Regions from separate parts of the Capra hircus genome. Here region 2 is linked to region 1. The links are chromatin contacts, called in public Hi-C maps. All regions are on one chromosome and are shown on one strand. The core of a region is the stretch at or near the end of the contact, and the rest is flanking DNA. Distances in the headings are between cores, read along the strand shown. Region 1 holds the start of GHRH (somatoliberin). Region 2 holds the start of BLCAP (bladder cancer-associated protein).

What was found. Hi-C and Micro-C count contacts between places; a contact is called where the count stands out from the background.
Region 2: a contact with region 1 is called in a Hi-C map of blood, with 4 times the contacts expected there. The contact joins the promoter of BLCAP here to the promoter of GHRH in region 1. A contact is called at or near these places in 3 of 5 Hi-C or Micro-C datasets (blood and liver).

What each region holds. Positions count from the first base shown.
Region 1 is chr13:65,774,086-65,780,191 of ARS1.2, forward strand. GHRH (somatoliberin) reads right to left here and starts at 4,724. Exons shown (of 5, transcript XM_005688533.3): 1 at 4,282-4,724; 2 at 1-38. The coding sequence starts at 17.
Region 2 is chr13:66,027,825-66,033,634 of ARS1.2, forward strand. It overlaps BLCAP (bladder cancer-associated protein), which reads right to left and starts at 3,620. Exons shown (of 2, transcript XM_018057845.1): 1 at 3,482-3,620. It overlaps LOC106502791 (a long non-coding RNA gene), which reads right to left. Exons shown (of 3, transcript XR_001919067.1): 3 at 5,716-5,730.

The sequences.
Region 1 (6,106 bases), core at 3,474-5,973:
AACACCCAGAGCAGCATCCTTCACCCCTGTGCTGGTACCTGGGAAATGACAGACAGGAAAAAAAGGTCAGGCATAGCCACAGACACTGGGATGCCCTCTGCTAGCTCTGGCCCTTGGCCTGGCTCTGTGAGAGCTATGGTCCTTGTCTTTTGGAAGCTGTGGGGTAGGGAAGATGGAGCAGACTCGAAGTCTGACACACCTGGGTTCAAGTTCTGCCTCTGCCAGTCACAAACTCTGGCCTCATTTTCTCCATCTGTAAAATGGGCATGATAAGGCTATGCTGCTGACCTCACAGGGATGAACACACAATGAAAGACAATGGTGAAACTACCACTTCCTATAGGGCATTCTACGTGGGACTCAGGCCTCAGCAAGGAATAATATAATAATGTGTGCTAAATCGCTTCAGTCATGTCCGACACTTTGTGACCCTATGGACTGTAGCCCACCAGGCTCCTCTGTCCATGGGGATTCTTCAGGCAAGAAGACTGGAGTTGGGGAGGAGCAAACAGCTTCTCATATTTGCCTAAGCCTCCCCCTGCCCCAGTGTGGCACTGACAGCATTAAGTGGGGCTGACAGCTCAGGGTCTGAATCAGAAAAATCCAAGTTCACATCCAGGCTTGGTCATCACTAGCTGTGCATCCCAGGACTAGGGGCTTCTCCTTTCCAGACCTCAGTTTCTCTATCCATAAAATGGACTTGATAACTGGGCCTACTGCCTAGGGTCATGTGAACATGAACTGAGATGAGGCTCCTGACGTGAGTGGTTGGCACGGGGGCGTTCTTCATGCACCTCTGCTCTGAGGACCGGCTCAGAGGGCAGGCTGTCTTGTTTTGTGTGGACTTGGAGGGAAGGGAGAATGGCTGTGCCTCTTGCTCCAGAAATTTAGATTTTGCCCAAGAGTTTTAGCCCTGGAAGAGACCAGGGACCTGGGGGGCCCGGCGGCAGAACCATCTCATAGATCACGTAATTATCCTTAATGGGGGCCTGCTGACACCATGCTCGGCAATTAGGAAGAAGAGTCTACAGGGGACAGAGCCGCCTCTGCTAGGGCCGTGCTCTGCTATCAACCCAGACCGCGGGGTAGAAACCGCTGGGCTCAGGAAGACTCAGTCACCTCAGGGTCAGGACTTCCCATCTCCCAGGGGCATCCCTCTCAGCAGGATGTCCCCTCTAGGGGCATACGGACCCCTCCAGATGCTCGGCCAGCCCCGGAAAGGGCAAGAGACCCCTCACGGCCCACCATCTCCCTGAGTGGCCCCATTTCCGGCAGGTCTTGCTCAGAAGGGATTTCCAGCAGGCAGGGCCAGCCCGGGAGGAATCCACTTCCATCCCTGGGCTCACTTCTCCTCTCAGGATATCACCCTCCTTCTCCTAGACACTGGGGTCTGGACTAAACCTGGGAGGCCTTGAGGTCCCAGGAAGCACCCCAGGGGACTGTTCACTGCTGTCTGAGACCCTTGCACCCCCAGAGCTGGAGGGAGCAGCTGTCCAGACCTGTCGTGAGCCCCCTCTTTCATGTGCTCTCCTCTATCCCCCTCCCCCCAACAGCCTATGGTCCAGTTTCAGCTCAAACACTGTGAGTGACAGGGAGCTGACTGCCTGCAAGCCAGTGTGTCCTACTTCCAGGCAGCTTTTCCTGTTCGGAAGCTTTTCCCATTGTGTCAAGTCCAAGTCCCCTTATCCTGCAAATACTTGTTAAGCTTTTGCCACTCTGGCAAGGATTGGAGCTAGAGAAAAGATGGGACCGTGGCCTTGCCTTTGGCATCCACCGACTGTGCCTCCCAGACCTTCTGTACCTTTAACCAAACGATGAGCCCTTTAGATGCGTTTTGCACCTGATTTAGACCTTGGCTCCCCAGACCAAGGATCTTTAGCCTTCTGTCCTCATTGCACATTATCGCACCCATCTCTCTTTTCCAGACCTGGTCCTCTGCAGGAGTCTCCTAAACAGGGAGATATTTCAGGGCAAAGGGGTCTCCTTGACATGACCACTACTTTTTCCGTCTCCCAGCTGCAGTCTGGGCTTTCTTGCCTTCTTTCTGGCTGCTCTTTCAATGACCTGAGCACATCCAGGCTTGCAATCACCTCTCTCACCTCTCAGAAGCCCTTGGCATTCTACTCCCTCTAGGGCAAAGCCCAAACTCCTGTTTTCGGCGTAAGCGCCATCTCAGCCTCCCCAACCCTTGCCCTTTCTCCCAGGGCTGGCACAAGGGATTCCCAGCCCCTGGGCCCCCCTGGCCCTCACAGGACCCCCTCACATTCTCCCTCGGGAGCAGGTATCATGAGCTCTAGTTTTAGACAGCCAACGAAATGAACCCAGAGAAGGGCCTTTTTTCCATGGTCCTCCATCAAATTAGTTGCAGAGTGGGCACTTCAGAATGGGCCTCCCGCTCTGCGCGGCAGCCCCTCTGATACAATCCCCTATTCACAGGGCTCCCTATTCATGGGGACACTCCAGAATTCATCCCCTGCACATGGAAATCAGTTCTGATAAGACCGAAAGCGTTTGCTCTTTGTTACCGAGTCTCTGGGGAGGAAACAAGGGGGACAAGCAGGAACACCTGTTTGGCTGGCATGTCCCTGTGCACAGCAGGGGTTTGGGGAGCTGAAAATAACCTGAGATTGGCAGATTTGGGAGTCAAGTCGCAGTAAAGCCAGTTACCCCAGGTCGTTCAGAGTGAGGCTGGGCAACCTCATAATCTGGTCAACCAAGAAGCACAACATTTGCCCAAAACCACATACCCCAGGGATGGGTCAAAACACCATTGTAACCTCCGACCGGTGAGAAGCTAATCCACAGGGTTACAAAGTCCCACTGGACAAAGAGGGAAAATAACAAGAATCATCCAGTTTCTGGTATGATGAGGGTAGAGATTGTGCCGCTAGGAATAAAACAGTGGTTGTGGCAGACAGCTTCCACAGGGCCAGTCTAAGAGACTAGAATTCACTGAATTAAATCAAGCATGAGTCCAAGAACACCATCAACACCTCTTGGATGACTCTGAAGGCATTTTAGGATTTATCAGCTGTCATTATGTTATCCAGTTAGCTCTCCACCATGTTTACAAACTAATTCCGTGATTAGATATATTTGAGGTCGTCTGGACTCAGGATAAATGGGCACTTAATCTACATTAGTTGGCACATTTTGCCAGACTTCATAGCAGGAATGCTACAAGAATTCTGCAGACAAACAGAGGTAAGGTCTCAAGTACCAAACCAGCAAGGCCACTTTTGAACTTCTGGAAAAAAACACAATCTTTTACCTCTTTTAAATCTTCTGCTATGTAATTTAAGAACCCTAAAGTGCTGACGTCCTGATTCACTTTATAAACTGTTTCACCGCTAGTGTTCCAAGTCAAAGGAGATCTAAGTTATTCATGAAGAAGCATCTTGAATGGTCATTCAAAAGAAAGACACCTCACCTTCTTCCAGAAAGGGTTTGAGGCGGCTTGTGATAAAAGATACAAATAATTTAGGATCATTGAAGTGGGGGTTGAGAGACAAATGTGGGGATAATGGAGTACTCCAAGGGCAGATAATCGTGTCTAAAACCTAAAGTAAGGAGCGCAGCTACAATTGCGCAAGAAAGCAAAATGTTATCAATTTCCAGGCAATTACGTTGAATCAGTTCTGAGTGATCAGTGCGAGGTACTGATTTGCACAGCCACTTGGTTCCTTTCTGAAGAAAGAAAGTGTCAGTCCCTCAGTCATGCCCAACTCTGTACAACCCCATGGACTGTAGCCCTCCAGGCTCCTCAGTCCATGGGGTTTTTCAGGTAAGAATACTGTAGTGGGTAGCCATTCCCTTCTCCAGGAGATCTTCCTGATCCAGGGATCAAATCTGGGTCTCCCACATTGCAGGCAGATTCTTCACCATCTGAGCCACCAGGGAAGCTGTGGTCCATGGCAGAATCTCATGCTTGACAGGAGAATCTTGCCAGGTGATGCATTTGTCCTGGAAGCCCACTTGGCATACCCTTGAAAAAGCACGGAGACCTCATCTGCTCCTGACAGCCCACCTGGCACCTGTCTGCTGCCATTACCCCATGCACTGAGGGTCACACATTTAAGACAACCTCAAAGTGGTACTCACTGTACAAAGCATATTCCCAAGCCCCTAACAAGGGGCCTCAGATGTACTCACCAGTCCAGGGGCAGAGAGGATGGCAGTGGGCCTCTTGGACGTGGGGTCTCTGAGTTGGTGAGAAGCTCAATGTTCTCACCCTCATCCAGCCCAGCCCCCAGGGCCGCCCCCCGCTCCCCGCCCGCTCACCTCCGAGGTGGCAGGTCTCCCTCTGCGCTGAGAGGTCGCTCCAGCTCCACGGGCCTCGGCGTCTGCTCCAGCGGCTGCGTGGTGCTCCCACCAATTATACCTTCATTTGCCTGGGCGTTGTTAACGTCAGAGGGTCAATTACTCACAAGTCCGCCAAAGGATCATTTTTAGCATCACACTGACAAACCCTAATATGGGAGAGAGGTTTTGCCCCTTGCAAGCGAAGATTCATATCGAACTTTATCTTGGAGAGAAAGGACAGAGCGAGAAGTTACATTATTCCCAGAGGAAGCGTCTAATACTGCTCATCTAATGACTGGAGTACTCCTAACAGTGCAACAGCCAAGGGTTAATTTACTCTCTAAGATTAAATGAGCCTTTTAAAAAGTTCACATAATCTTGTTTTGTCTGTGTGCAACTTTATTTCACTTGAGGACGGTCAACTTTACGGATGAAAGTGTTTTTTTCTCCCCTTAGTGAGGAGAGTTGTTTGCCATTTCCCTTGTCGCCCAATTATCAAAATGTTCCTCTATTTGGCCTAACCTCTTGTGGTCATAGGCAGGTGTAGGCAGCTGGCCTGGGGAGCATCGTTGTCTTGTGTCGAGGCGGCCAAAGTCAATAACTACCTCAGAGGGGTATGGAGTGAGAGGCAAGAAATGAGAAGTCTTGGGAGAATTGTACTTCCGGATTTCTCTAGCCTAAAGCTAAAAAATCCTCAAGAATGGCATGAACGCATGGGAGGCAGAAGCGGTGCTCTCCCACATGGCTGTTGTCGAGCAGTGGAAATAGCTCTGAGCTAAGCGTCCAGACGCCTGCTGCCCTCCTGTGTCCGTCCATCACTGCCTTGGTGACCCTCTGCAGGTTACTGGTGCCCTCCAGGCCTCACTTTCTATACCATCAATTTCCTACTCCCATCCACAGCGAAACAGCCAAGGACAGTAGTTTTCAAGCTTTTAAAAGAATTTGAAACCTAGATCTTTCTTTGGAAATCTAGGGAAGTGCAGTATCTAAATCAGACTTTAAAAAAATAAATAAATAAATAAAATAAAATAAATCAGACTTTTTCAAGCAGGGCTGGTCTGGTTGAAGAGCAGGGAGTGGAGACTGCCTTTTAGGATACACTTCTGCAGTTCACAGTTAGAATCTGTCATTTCTTTCTTAATTAGTTAGTTGGCTACGTCTGGCCTTAATTGCGTCATGTGGGATCTTTCATTGCAGCACACAGACTCTCTAGTTGTGGCATGCAGGGTTAGATGCTCAGTGGCATATGGGATTCTAGTTCTCCGACCAGGGATCGAACCCACGTCCCCTGCATTGCAAGGCGATTCTCAACCACTGGACCACCAGGGAAGTGCCAGAGCCAGTGGTTTCTGAAGGAACCTCTTAGCAGTGATACTTTATGATCCTGCTGCTTAGCTTGCACTGAACCAAGTTCTTGGCACAGCGCAAACATGGGATGTTCCCCAGAGAAGCAGGGACTGAGGGACAGTTCTCCTTGCAGGCCTGGACACAAAGTGGTCAGGTCAGGCCAGATCCCCAGGGATTAAGGATGGACTGATGGGTCACAGCAGCAGGTGGCAGATGGAGGAGCTGGGAGCTCCTGGAGCAATGGGAGCTCATACAGTCAGGAGGTTATCTCCGCAAACATGAGGTGGGTACCATGGAGAGCTGGGCACCCTGAATGGTCACCAGACCAGTGTGCAGATACAGGACGCACAGAGTCGGCTGAAGAAACCACAGGGATCGAAGTCAACCTCGGCAGAAGCTCAGTGACAGGGGTTGTGCTAAGGACTTTGTGCCTGATCTCAGTTTCCTCAACTGTAAA
Region 2 (5,810 bases), core at 2,370-4,869, 250 kb after region 1:
GCCGCCTCCCCAACCCTCAGGAACCTCTCTCCAGCTCACTTTCCCCATCACTGGGTTCTCTGCTTCTCCCACTCTTAGCCTCCATATTCCTAAGGGTGCTTACCAGGCCCCCGACCCTGGGCTCTCCCCTGCCATCATGCCAGGGTGGGTAGGTGGGCAGGCTGCTCAGCTCCTGACTTCTCTCTCCCACTCCTCAGCGAGTCAGGGCTTCTTTTACGTGAGGTCAGCTGACTGCCCCATCAAGTGGCTCTGCCGCCTGTTCAGCCTCGTCTGTGCTTTATGTGTTCCTGTCACCACACACCTGTTCCCGGGTCAACATCAGGGAGTGAGCTGGAGGGCCATAAATCTTTCTGCCACTTCCTGAAATCCCTTAGTCACAGCTGTCGCAAGCACTTCTAGAGCACAGAGGACCTCAATCCCTTGAGCCTCATGTTGCCCGCCCCTAATCCAGCCCCTAGCATTTCTCAGGCCAACCACCAGCACCTTCAGAGGCACCTATAACTTGAGTTCAAGATTAGAGAATTAAGGGGGTGGAGGGTGCAGACCTCAGTTCAGGTAGTGGCCTTGCCATTGGTCAGCCCAGGGAACCTGGTCAAGTCACTCCTAGTCCTACCTTTAGTTCCCCTCTGTGAAAGGACTGCTAAGATCCCAGGGAACCCCAACCTGCTAGAAACATTCTGCCATTAAAGCGGCAATCAGGACTCAACGGGACTGGGGTGGGGATGTACGACCCAAGGCTTGGGCTGGGTGGTTCCAGTCCTTACCACAGCCTGAAGGTTGGGGCAGGTCTCCTCATGCCCCAGGGTGACTCAGCAGCAGGCAATGTCCACACCTCCCTTCTGAAGCCCATATCTTGGCAAGCCTCAAGACTGGGAGTATTCGTGGTTTTCCACACTCAACCGGGAGACCCGTAAACATATTCCAACACGCGTTCTCAATGAAGGGTGCCCCTCCTCGCAGAGCCTTCAAGGGGTGTGCCCCATGGCCCCACTGCCCCAGATGCTCTAGGCTTGGCCCAAGTATAAGGCAGCTGGGCTTAGGGAGACGAGATGAGGCAGCATGGAAGTGTCTGGATGCTCTTGACACAGTAGGCCCCCCTTTAAAAAGGCAGGAGGCTGCTGGCAGCCCCAGGGCTTCCCAGATGATCCTGGCAAAGCCTCACTGCAGGGTTTCCTCCATCCATCCAGCAGCAGGACTTTGAGTGTGGCATGATGAGATGACAGACTTCCCGGCCAGGGCTGCCCTGGTGGGCTGCACTCACACAGGCGGCTTAAACATGCCAAGTCCATTCCCCCCGCCCTTCTGCTCCGCATCAAGCCCTCATGTTATGGGAGGAAACACAGTCCACTGGAGAAGACGGAAGGAATGTGTTCATTTTCCACTCCTGTTCAAGTGCTTAGAAGTCTGGTCCAAACCTAACTTGTTTATAAAATTTTTTTTCCAGAAGCAATACCATTAAAACATTTTATTCTGATAGAGAACAATGGGAGGAGTTAAAAATGACTACAATTTTGTTGCAAAGCCCTTAGTCCACAGCACCCCCCTTTCCTTAAATTTTCTCTACCACCCCCGCTTTGCCCCCACGAGACCAAGGATAGAGCAGATGAGTTATGAAGGAACTGGAATGGCTGAGTGGGACTCCCAACAGCAGGCAAGGCTCTTAGGACAAATGCCCCCAGAGGATGTTAGTCTCTTAGCCTAACCAGCTTCGGTTAGGTACTTTAGGTACCCTGACCGTTGAGAGTTGTGGGGTGCTATGTGACACCATTACCTCTCCCTGTGGAATATTTGGATTTCGATGGAAGGACAGGTTTCTTGAGCTTCAGCTGCAGGACAGCAACAGCTTATTACGTGTGGGTTGGAGGTGGGAGCAGGTGTGCCGTAAGCCATTTGCTAGACAACTATTTTCAAACTTGTACCTACTCAGGAGCCAGCACCCTAAAGTGAGATTCTAAATTTGCAGTTAGTTTCACCCCCAGAGATTTAAACGTGCACACACATACAAAACATTAATCTCACAACAGTCTCTTTTTCCCTGGTGACCTCTGATTTCCTCTATCAGCCCCAGAGACATGCCACCATCTTCTCTGGTTATGATCCTGCTCAACCTCCCCTCTCCCTTTCTCCCTCCCACAGGGCCCATTCCCCAGCAGGATCCAGATTACAGAGCATTCCCAGAACAGGAAGTCAGAGAGGCAAGCCACACATGGTCCTTGGTATATCACACAGTGACAGGCTTGAAATGGAATGCATATGCTTCGAAGATAAGAGAACAACAACAGAAAAACACAACCAAACCCAGACTTCAAGATTCCTCTTTGAAACAACAGATTACAGACAAAAGGGTAAACTGTTATTGGCAGCAATTCTAACAAGACCTGTTTTAGTTATGGAAGTGATCTGGTCACTGGAAACCGACCAGGGCTCGGCAATCTTTCAACAGCTTTGCTTGACATTAATTAGTCTCTGATTTCAAACAAATAAATAAACAAGATCTAACACTTGGCATTAGCACTTAAGCTGGAACTTTTTTGAGGGGTGGGGGGAGTTTCTGGCTTTGGTGCCGCCGTCCAGAAGGCTGAGGGGATGGTGGTACCATGTCAGGCAAGGCAAAGAGAAGCCGTCCCCAAGACACCAGTTCCCTGTAAGGGATAAAACACGATCCATACCTATAAACAGAAAGACCATTTCTTTCCTAGGATAGACCCCAGTGTGCCCCAACATTTAGCGTTGCAAAGGGACATGCAGGCCTGGAAGGAAATTAAAGAAGCTGTGGAAGGGGGAAGGAAAAATCAACTGTCCTCCATCCCCCATTCTTTCCAGGCCATTAGTGTGCCAGGCATTTCATTCCTTCAGCTGCCATTGAGGGCCACTCCCCATATATATTGTAGGAAAGGGAACGGGTGTCTAGACTTGGTGTAAAGAACCACCCGCGCCCCAAAGCAGAGCGTCAACCTATCACCCCAGAAAGCACGGCGGGGACCCGGGGAGGGAGACCCTTTTCTCCCCCCTCTCCTCTATGCCCCTTCTGATTTAAAAAAAAAAGAGGAAGAAAAAGCAACTGAAGTGGCGGGGACAGAGTGACAGATCTCTCACAAGCTGGGCCCCCTGCCACGGGTCCCGGGGGCTGAAGACACGGTGGTAGCACCCCCAGCCCCGCGCTCCCCGGTTCTGCCTGCCCCTTCCCGGGAGCTGACAAGCGAGCGCTGACCTTGGAGGCCAGAACGAGAACCCAGGAGGCTGGGGATCCGCCCTCGGGCCAGGAAGGTAGTAGCCCCCTCCCCCGCCCCCACAAGGCCCGGCCCGGAGGCCAAACAGCGCGATCACGTGACACCGGACAGGGGCGGCCCCCAGGGTGCGCGGAAGGAAAACCCCAGAGAGGGGCCGGACGACGCCTTAAGGTGACCCCGAAGGGACAACATGGCGGCGCGGTCGCATGAGGGCCTCTCATCCCGCCCCCCGGAGGCCGACGCCACGGTACCTGCGAGACCCGCCATGGCGCCGCCGCCACTGCTGTCGCCTTCGCTGCCGCGACCCTCTTCCACCTCAGCTCGCCACCGACGCCGCAGGAAGCCGGGGAGCCGCCCCCTTCGTCTTCTAGTCGAGCCGGTCGAGGACCCCTCCTGGAATCGGGCTGCCTACAGCAGACGCCTGATCCAGCGACCTAAATTCTGGGGGCTCGCCCTGGCCTCATACGCTCCTAACATTTGCATAGATGACCATTTGAAGATTTTTATTAGTGTGTGCTGAAATCTGCGGGCTCTGGACTCTTCAAATCCGAAGAGTTTTTGATCAGGCGCGTCCTGAACAGCCCCGAGTCACAGCTCCCTTGGTCCCCTCATGCATATGCAGTAGATTGTGATCTTTACACTCGGGGAGCGGAGTGGGTGTAGCCTAGTCTCCGTAGGTGAGCACTTCCACTCTTGGGGATGACCCGTGTTCTGCGGGGAAACCCTTAAGTCGGCCTCCTCCCCGGCCCCTTTACCAAGGCCAGCGGTCAGGAGCGGAAATATTCCGGCTCAGAATTTACGATTTGACTTGAGTCAGGACCTAACTTCCCCTTGTGCTGTACTTTGCTACTTGCCTTGACTCTTCGGTTCCCCAAGTTTGATTGGATACCTACATAACAGGGTTGTTATAGGAATTAAATGACTCAGTGTATCCATCTATTAGCTGATTAAACACATTCCTTGAGCACTTAACTGTGTAAGTGCAGTGCTGAAGGCAAGAGGATAGAATGGAGAGTGACATAGACGCTGTTTTAACTCAAAACGCTGCCCCGCTAGTGGGGGGAAAAGTGGGAGAAGGTGGGAAACTGGTCATCAAATTACTTACGTGTGGAATCTAAGCTATGACACAAATGAACAAATCTACGAAGCCGACGCGCAGACATAGAGAACAGACTTGTGGTTGTGGGGAGGAGGATGGATTTGGAATCTGGGATTAGCAGATGCAACATATAGTATGGATAAATAAGATCTGTATAGCGCAGGGAACTGTATTCACTATTCTATGATAAACCATAATGAAAAGGAATATGAAAAGAACTGTATATATATGTGTATAACTGAGTCACTTTGCTGTACAGCATAAATTACCACAACATTGTAAATCAACTATATGTCAAAATTTTAAAACATCAAAACGATCACTTAATACTTTTAATCAAATCAACACATAATTATGGATGATGGGAAGTGCTGGGGGGGCGGAATGAAGAGTGTTATGAAAAATTAATGGAGTCTTAATGTGGGGTGAGGGCTTCCCAGGTGGCTCAGTGGTAAAGAATCTGCCTGCCGATGCAGAAGATGCAAGAGATGCGATCCCTGGGTCAGGAAGATCCCTGAGAGGGAGAAGGAAATGGCAACCAGCTCAGGTACTCCTGCTTGGAAAATCCCATGGACTGAGGAGCCTGGTGGGCTGCAGTCCATGGGGTTGCAATTGGACACAAGGAGCAACTGAACAACAACAAATGTAGGGTGAAGAGTGAGGGTGGACTCTCCTTGGGAAGCTGACATTTAGGCTAAAAAACCAAGGATAGTTAAGAGTTGTTTGGGGCAGGACTGAGAGGGGAAATGTTCTAGGCAGAAAGAACCACTTGTCCCAGATGTTGTGGAGGAGGGAAGGAGCCAGTGAGGGTGAGGAATGAGCAAGTAGGGCAGATAGTGCTGCCTAATGAATTCGGATTTTATCTTGAGAGTAAGGAGAACTGTTTGCATCACAGGAATCATACCAGGTCTGGGTTTCTGAAAGGCTTCATGGCTCAGAAAATACTTTCCAGTGGGTGTGGGGAGACCAGGTAGAAGGCTGCTGAAGGTTTCCAGATGCCAACCTATGACCCTGGCAAGGTCGTTGCTTGGGGAGGTGGAGATGCAAAGAATCTCAGATGGGATGTGGGTGGTTGTTGAGGCATCAGTGATGATACCTCCATCTTTGCCTCGGGTATGCAGGAATGAAAGAGTCCTTGACTAAGGCAGTAAAGCCTGCAGAAGGCTCAGATTGAGGGGAAAGATCAAGTTTGGCTAAGAAGGCAAATTTGAAAAGCCTGGGCAATGACTGGATTGAGAAGGTCAGTTCAACTTCAGTTCAGTATCAGTCGATCAGTCGTGTCCGACTCTTTGTGACCCCATGAATCGCAGCACGCCAGGCATCCCTGTCCATCACCAACTCCCAGGGTTCACTCAAACTCACATCCATCGAGTTGGTGATGCCATCCAGCCATCTCATCCTCTGCTGCCATGAAATTAAAAGACGATTACTCCTTGGAAGGAAAGTTATGACCAACCTAGATAGCATATTGAAAAGCAGAG